Linked DNA regions of Ovis aries: region 2 is linked to region 1. A link is a contact called in public Hi-C data. All regions are on one chromosome and are shown on one strand. Each heading gives the region's core, a stretch centred on a gene start, on an enhancer-like site or on the middle of the called end of the contact. The rest is flanking DNA. Distances are from core to core; before and after follow the strand shown.

Evidence for each region. Hi-C and Micro-C count contacts between places; a contact is called where the count stands out from the background.
Region 2: a Hi-C map of liver shows a contact between it and region 1, with 3 times the contacts expected there. The contact joins two enhancer-like sites. A contact is called at or near these places in 5 of 16 Hi-C or Micro-C datasets (blood, hypothalamus, liver and 2 more).

Annotation. Positions count from the first base shown.
Region 1 is chr11:45,741,373-45,744,407 of ARS-UI_Ramb_v3.0, forward strand. MAPT (microtubule associated protein tau) reads left to right here. Exons shown (of 9, transcript XM_042256134.2): 9 at 859-3,035. The coding sequence ends at 1,074. Among named protein-coding and RNA genes, the nearest start is that of MAPT, 120 kb to the left of the region's middle. Within about 2 kb of position 1,604, at least 23 of the 54 cell types and tissues checked have an H3K27ac peak or open chromatin away from gene starts, as enhancers often do. A contact at or near this core is called in liver, where this site is marked.
Region 2 is chr11:45,907,309-45,910,343 of ARS-UI_Ramb_v3.0, forward strand. All of the region lies in intron 2 of KANSL1 (KAT8 regulatory NSL complex subunit 1), which reads right to left. Among named protein-coding and RNA genes, the nearest start is that of KANSL1, 6.8 kb to the right of the region's middle. Within about 2 kb of position 1,628, at least 2 of the 54 cell types and tissues checked have an H3K27ac peak or open chromatin away from gene starts, as enhancers often do. A contact at or near this core is called in liver, where this site is marked.

The DNA.
Region 1 (3,035 bases), core at 354-2,853:
GACTGAGTTGTTCGCTTTTTTGATAATGAGTTGTATGAGCTGTGAGTATATTTCAGAACAATGCGCTGCTTTGATCAGGGCTCCGTTGCATCATGTTTTCTGGTACGCCTGCCGGCGCTGCCCACAGCAGCTGCCACCTCTAGGGTTCATCCGTCACTGGCAAAGGGGAGGAATGTGTTCAGCTCAAAGCTGGATGGCTGGGGATCTGGGCCCCTCCCTGTATCTCCTGCAGCCTCTCTTTCCACACTTTCATCTGCAGTCTGGCAAAGTGCATGTGCACATCCACGCGAAATGCACATGCCTTTTGACCTACTAGCAATCCCACTTCTAGGAGACACAGTACATATGTGAAATGATGTGAGTACAAGGTTATTCAGCATTTTTCACACAGCATTGTCTGTGAGAGCAAAGGTTGGAACAGCCTAAATATCTACCCGCAGGGGAGTAGATACATTTTGGTATATTTGCTGCCATGGGAAAGCACACAGCCTCAACAAGCAGTGCAACGCAAGGTAGAGTGCAAAGCATGTGGATACTGGTGCCATATGTAGTATGTACCTGTGTATGTATATGTATTTATACATATATGCCTGTATGTACATGTATATGTATTTTTTCTCACACGTACATGTTTGCATGTGTGGGCTATTCCTAGAAGGGCACACAAAAAACCCACAACGGTCTCTGCTTCTGGAGAGGGGGCCTGGGGGGCTGGCTGGCAGGTGACTAGCATGGTGCAGCTTAGTTGTTGGGAAGCCATGAAGCCGTCGGCGCCACCATGGCTCCCTCCCTCCCAAGGCCAGCGGGCGGTCACCCGGCCCAGCTCTCCTCCTTAGCCTGCCTGCTCTTCTCTTACAGATCGAAACCCACAAGCTGACCTTCCGCGAGAACGCCAAAGCCAAGACCGACCATGGGGCGGAGATCGTGTACAAGTCACCCGTGGTGTCGGGGGACACGTCCCCCCGGCACCTCAGCAACGTGTCCTCCACCGGCAGCATCGACATGGTGGACTCGCCGCAGCTCGCCACCCTCGCTGACGAGGTGTCTGCCTCCCTGGCCAAGCAGGGTTTGTGATCAGGCCCCGGGGCGGTCAATAATCGTGGAGAGAAGAGAGTGGGAGAGTGTGGGAAAAAAAAGAATAATGCTCTGGCCCTTCGCCCTCTGCCCTCCCCCAGCTGCTCCTCACAGATCGGTTCATCGGTTAATCACTAACCTGCTTGTCGCTCAGCTCTGGCTCGGGGCTTCCAAATCAGTGACCGGAACAGAGCCAAGTTCAGCTTTCCAAATTGATGGGTGGGCCAGTCCTAATAAAGTATTTTTAAAAACACTCCAAAAGAGGGTCCACCCAGAATTTCCTTGGGCAGTTACTTTGATTCTTTTTTTTTCCCCTCTGAGTGGAAGAGGGAGAAGGGAGGCTCTGCAAGCTGCTTCCGGGGACTCTCCAGGCCTGGGGGGGTGCCCCATTCTGGGGGTGTCCCCGAGGCAGCAGTGGCAACAAGGGGCTTGAAACTTGGCACTTCGGTGGAGCCACAGGCGCACGAGGCGCCTTTGGAGCAGGACGGGGTGGGCGGGGCGGGCAGGGGGCGGGGCGGGAAGCGGAAGGGGCCTTGGGGGCGGGGCCTGTGAGGGGCGGGGACGCTGGGGCCTGCCTGGAGGGCCGCGGGCAGGGCACAGCCTCCGCCGCCCGCCGCAGCCTCGGACCAAGCGGCGTCCGGTTCTTGGGGCTCGGGGTCGGCGGAGGCCTACCCTCTGCGGGGAGAAGGGACGGGGCAGAAGAAAGGTGATGGGAAGGACGTCGTGTGGGTCACCTCCTTGGAAAAGACCACCGAGCGCTGGCCTCTTCCTCGCTTCTCGCAGGGTGGGTGGGGGCTCCTGAGCTGAGGGGCTTCCCTCCGCCCCCTGGAACCCCCCGTTTTGTTGAGTTCTGAAGGTGGGAACTGCAGCCGCGTTTTTGGCCACCTCACAGATCTGGAACTTAGGGCTAACCAGTTCTCTTTGTAAGGACTTGTGCCTCTTGGGAGCACCTGCCTGTTTCCAAGCCTGGGCCTCCGGTCCTAAACCTCTCCTCCTTCCCACGGCCATGCAGCCCTGCGTCTGCCCCCACCACGCCTGTGTGTCTGCCGTGCGGAGCCTGGTCACTGCCTGTCCCCTCACTACGTCACGCTGTCCCGAGTTCCCCGCCCCACCACCCACCCCTTCTCGGTAATGGACATTGTTCTGATGGGGCGACACCTGCTTTATACCAAGGGGGAAGTCAAGGAGGGCGAGGTCCGGACACCAGGAACCTCCATCTGTCTGAGTTATAGGCATCCAGCTGTGTCCCTCACGAAGGCCCCCACGACCTTACTCAGTTCCCTGCCCCCACCGCCATCACAGTCGCAAGCCAGGGTGGGGTTCGCAGTGACCCTGGATGTCCATGCCTTGTCTGGGCCCGATCCCCGTCCAGTGCCGAGCTGGCAGCAGGCTGGCCGTCCCGGATGCCTGCCATGGCCCTGGGGCAGGCGGGCAAGGCCCCGAGGGCAGGACCACGCCCCCGTTGTCCCCCACTTCTGCCCCAGCTTGTGACTGCCAGCCTCTTGGAGCCCAGCCGCTGCTCGACCCCAAGTCTGTGTCATCAGCCCTCCGCACCCCGTAAAGGGAAACGTGCCCCCTCGGAACTGGTTCTTCCCCGCCCTGTCCCAGCGGGAAGCAGGGTGGTCTGTCCTGGAGCAGCTGAACATATACATAGATGTCGCCCTCCCCTCCCCGTCCACACCCTGTCGCCTTGTAGTCTGATTTGTCTGTTTATGCTTGGATTCACCAGAGTGACTATGATAGTGAAAAGAAAAAAAAAAAAAAAAGGACGCATGTATCTTGAAATGCTTGTAAAGAGGTTTCTAACCCGCCCTCGTGGGAGTCCTAGGTGTCTCTCACCCCACAGCGGGGACTCAGATCCAGAAGGCCCATGTGGCTCTCCCAGTTGATGAAAGATTTCCATCAGCATCGGGGACCCAACAGAGACCAGCTCCTGACACTGGGGAACCCTCGGCTGTGAA
Region 2 (3,035 bases), core at 378-2,877, 170 kb after region 1:
CCGTAAGGGCAGGTGCAGCGGAGCACACCGGAAGAAGCTAGACAAACACTTCACTGGCAAAGGGACCAGCAACTGCAGTTGAAGAGCTCCGTGTTTGTAAAGAGCGAGAGACTTGAGTGTGTTTAGAAGCTGATGGACAAGAGCCAACAGGGGATGGGAGGGTAAAAATAGGTTGGGAAAAGGGACAAATGACAGACAGAGGTCTCTATGAGGAGGAAAAAATAGCTCGAGAGACCAGAGAGGTGGCCTAGTATGAGAAGAAACAAAGACAGGGGTAGGGTGGGCCCAAGAAGGGTCTCTTCCCCACAGGCTCTGTGGAAAAAGGTTTTCTCTGTAAGCAAGGGAGCTGCCTAACTTCTGAAGAACCCTCCACAATAAGATGCTTTTAGAATTGTAGCATTATATGCGTTGATTCTTTTACTCCTGTTTTCACTCTTATCCAACTGTCTCATTAAACTATGATCTAGGTGGCAAACAGGTCACAAGATGATTTCGAAGCAAGAAAAAAATCTAGCAAAAACTAAAATCACTAGATTGTTCAGAACCAAAATATAATTCTTTAAAAAGATAGTATTTTTCTATTTCTTCAAGTCAAGTATGTAAATATATTCTCTGAGCTTCCAGAACTTACGATGGCTACCCCCTTTGTCCTCAATGCCCAGAGCTGCTCTCCTGCTCACGACTTTCTCTCCCCGGCTCTGCCTCGGCATGGTCAGCACCCTCTCTGGCCTAGTCAAATGGCCCTTCCTCCCCCAGTCCAAACAATTACCCAACACGTCCTCTCAGGACAGGTAGACAGGAGAAGGAATTGGGGAACTAGCCTCTGATGACAATTAACAGAGCAATTCCATAGCACGTATTTATCAAAAGTAGTCCCAGACCACCGTAAAAAGCTGAGGAAAGTAATGGACTCTTCCTCTCCATAAAATGCACACAAGCAAAATCACACAATTGCATTAGATGCTCAAAAAGCCGTCACTTTTCACGTATTTTATCCATAGAATACTTGGTTGGATAAATACTGGAGCAAGATGGCTCACTCTAGCCATCATCAAAGGTCTATTCACCTTCCCTGGCAAATAATTTATACAAGTTTAGTTTGCTGATATCCTAACCTCCCAGAGAAAGAAGGCATTAAAATAGAGGGGAGAGCTGCTGGAGGCTGGAGCAAGGCCAGTAACAGCCGGATACTAAGGTAGGCGATCAAGAAAGTAGATTAATCAGACAAAAGAGTATGAAGACTGGCCCAAGAGTATGAAATATATGCACACACTACTCCATGAATACAGTTTACCTTACGACCTGCAAAGACACATTATATCTCAGCACAGTACAGTTAGGACGTACATAGGGAAAATCTTCTGTAATTCTGAATTATTATTTAAAATAAAATTTTGTACAGGGTGCTTTCTTAAGGAGGCAGAAAAGCATGTAATATCTATTAGAAAAATTTTCAAAACTTTCACAGTATTAATATGAGTTTCATGAGAGGAAACCATCAAACAAAAGGGTGTAACTGGCCTGCAGAGAAAGATTTTGAAACAAAATAGTAGCCAGACCATCATGTGTCTATACGCTGTGTCACAAAGGTTGAACTTTACCCTCAAGACAAACAGGAGGGGAATGGAAGCAGAGGGCGGGCCATATCAACTGGGCCACAGGAGGAACTTCCTCAAGGTCCTGCTCTCGCTGGAATGACCCATACTGTCCATTCCCAAAAGAAGTCAAATGGTGGAGGATAACCATGCCTGTTTCTTCAAATATGGCATCTGATTGAATATAAAACGTCTCTCCATTCACACAGACAAGGAGGTGTTCATTTGAGACAGGTACCTGGGCCTAATTCTTACGCAGTAAGGAAATCCCAAGGTTTCATCAATTTTCACAAAGGATGAGACACGCAGAGCAGACTGTAATCTTGACCTTAATCTTTCAAATCGGAATTTTACTGATAGCTAAACAAAAAGAATATTACCACCTTCTAAAGTGTCAATTTTATATAAATCTAAAGTCTCAACAACAAAAATCTAGATATTAAAGACAAATAAGATAAACAAGGTCCTACTCTATAGCACAGGGAACTATATATCCAATACCCTGCAATAAATATTAATTGAAAAAAATCTGAAAGTGATTCAGTTATGTATCACTTTGCTATACACCAGAAACAACCTTGTAAATAATTATACTTCAATAAAAATAAATAAAAGGACAAATATATGAGACACCTAAAGAAACAATCTACTTCTTTAAATCATGTGACCAATTTGCACCCAAATTTTCATTTCCTATGTATAAGTACTGGAGGTCTGCTACCCTTGATGAATAACATTAATCTATGGGGCTGTCAAGGCTAAAGGATGCTGTTATGAGTTGAATGGTGTTCTCCAACCCTCAAGAAGATATTTTGGACTCCTAACTCTGCGTACCTCAGAATGTGACCACAATTGGAGAAAGAGTCTTTACAGAGATAACCAAGTTAAAATGAGGTGATTAGAATGTGCCCTAATCCAATATGACTGCTGTCCTTTTAAAAAGGAGAATTTTTGAACAAAAGAGATACATACACAGAGAGAACTTAGTGCACAGACTGCAGTTATGCGGCTAAAAGCCAAAGATGTACCAGATGCTAGAGTAAAGGCCTGGAAGACATCCTGCCCAAGGGCCCTCGGATGGAGAATGCCCCTGCCCTCAGACTTCTAGCCTGCAGAGCTCAGAGACAATACATGTCTGTTGTTTAAGCCACTTACTTCGTGCCACTTTGTTATGGCAGCCCTAGCAAACAGATGTCATGAAGAAAATTAGTAGCTCATGTTTACTGAGCACATACCAAGTGTTATTCTAAGCACTTCGCATCAACAAACTCATTTAGTTGTTACAAAATCCACCCCAGGATCTAGATACTATAATTATACCCTTTTCACAGATGAAGACACCAGGTCTCTAAGAGGATAAAAAACTTGCCCAGCAGCAGACAGAGCCCCCAGTATGACCACTAGCTGTAAGGAACTATGATTTATAGTCATTATTTTAAT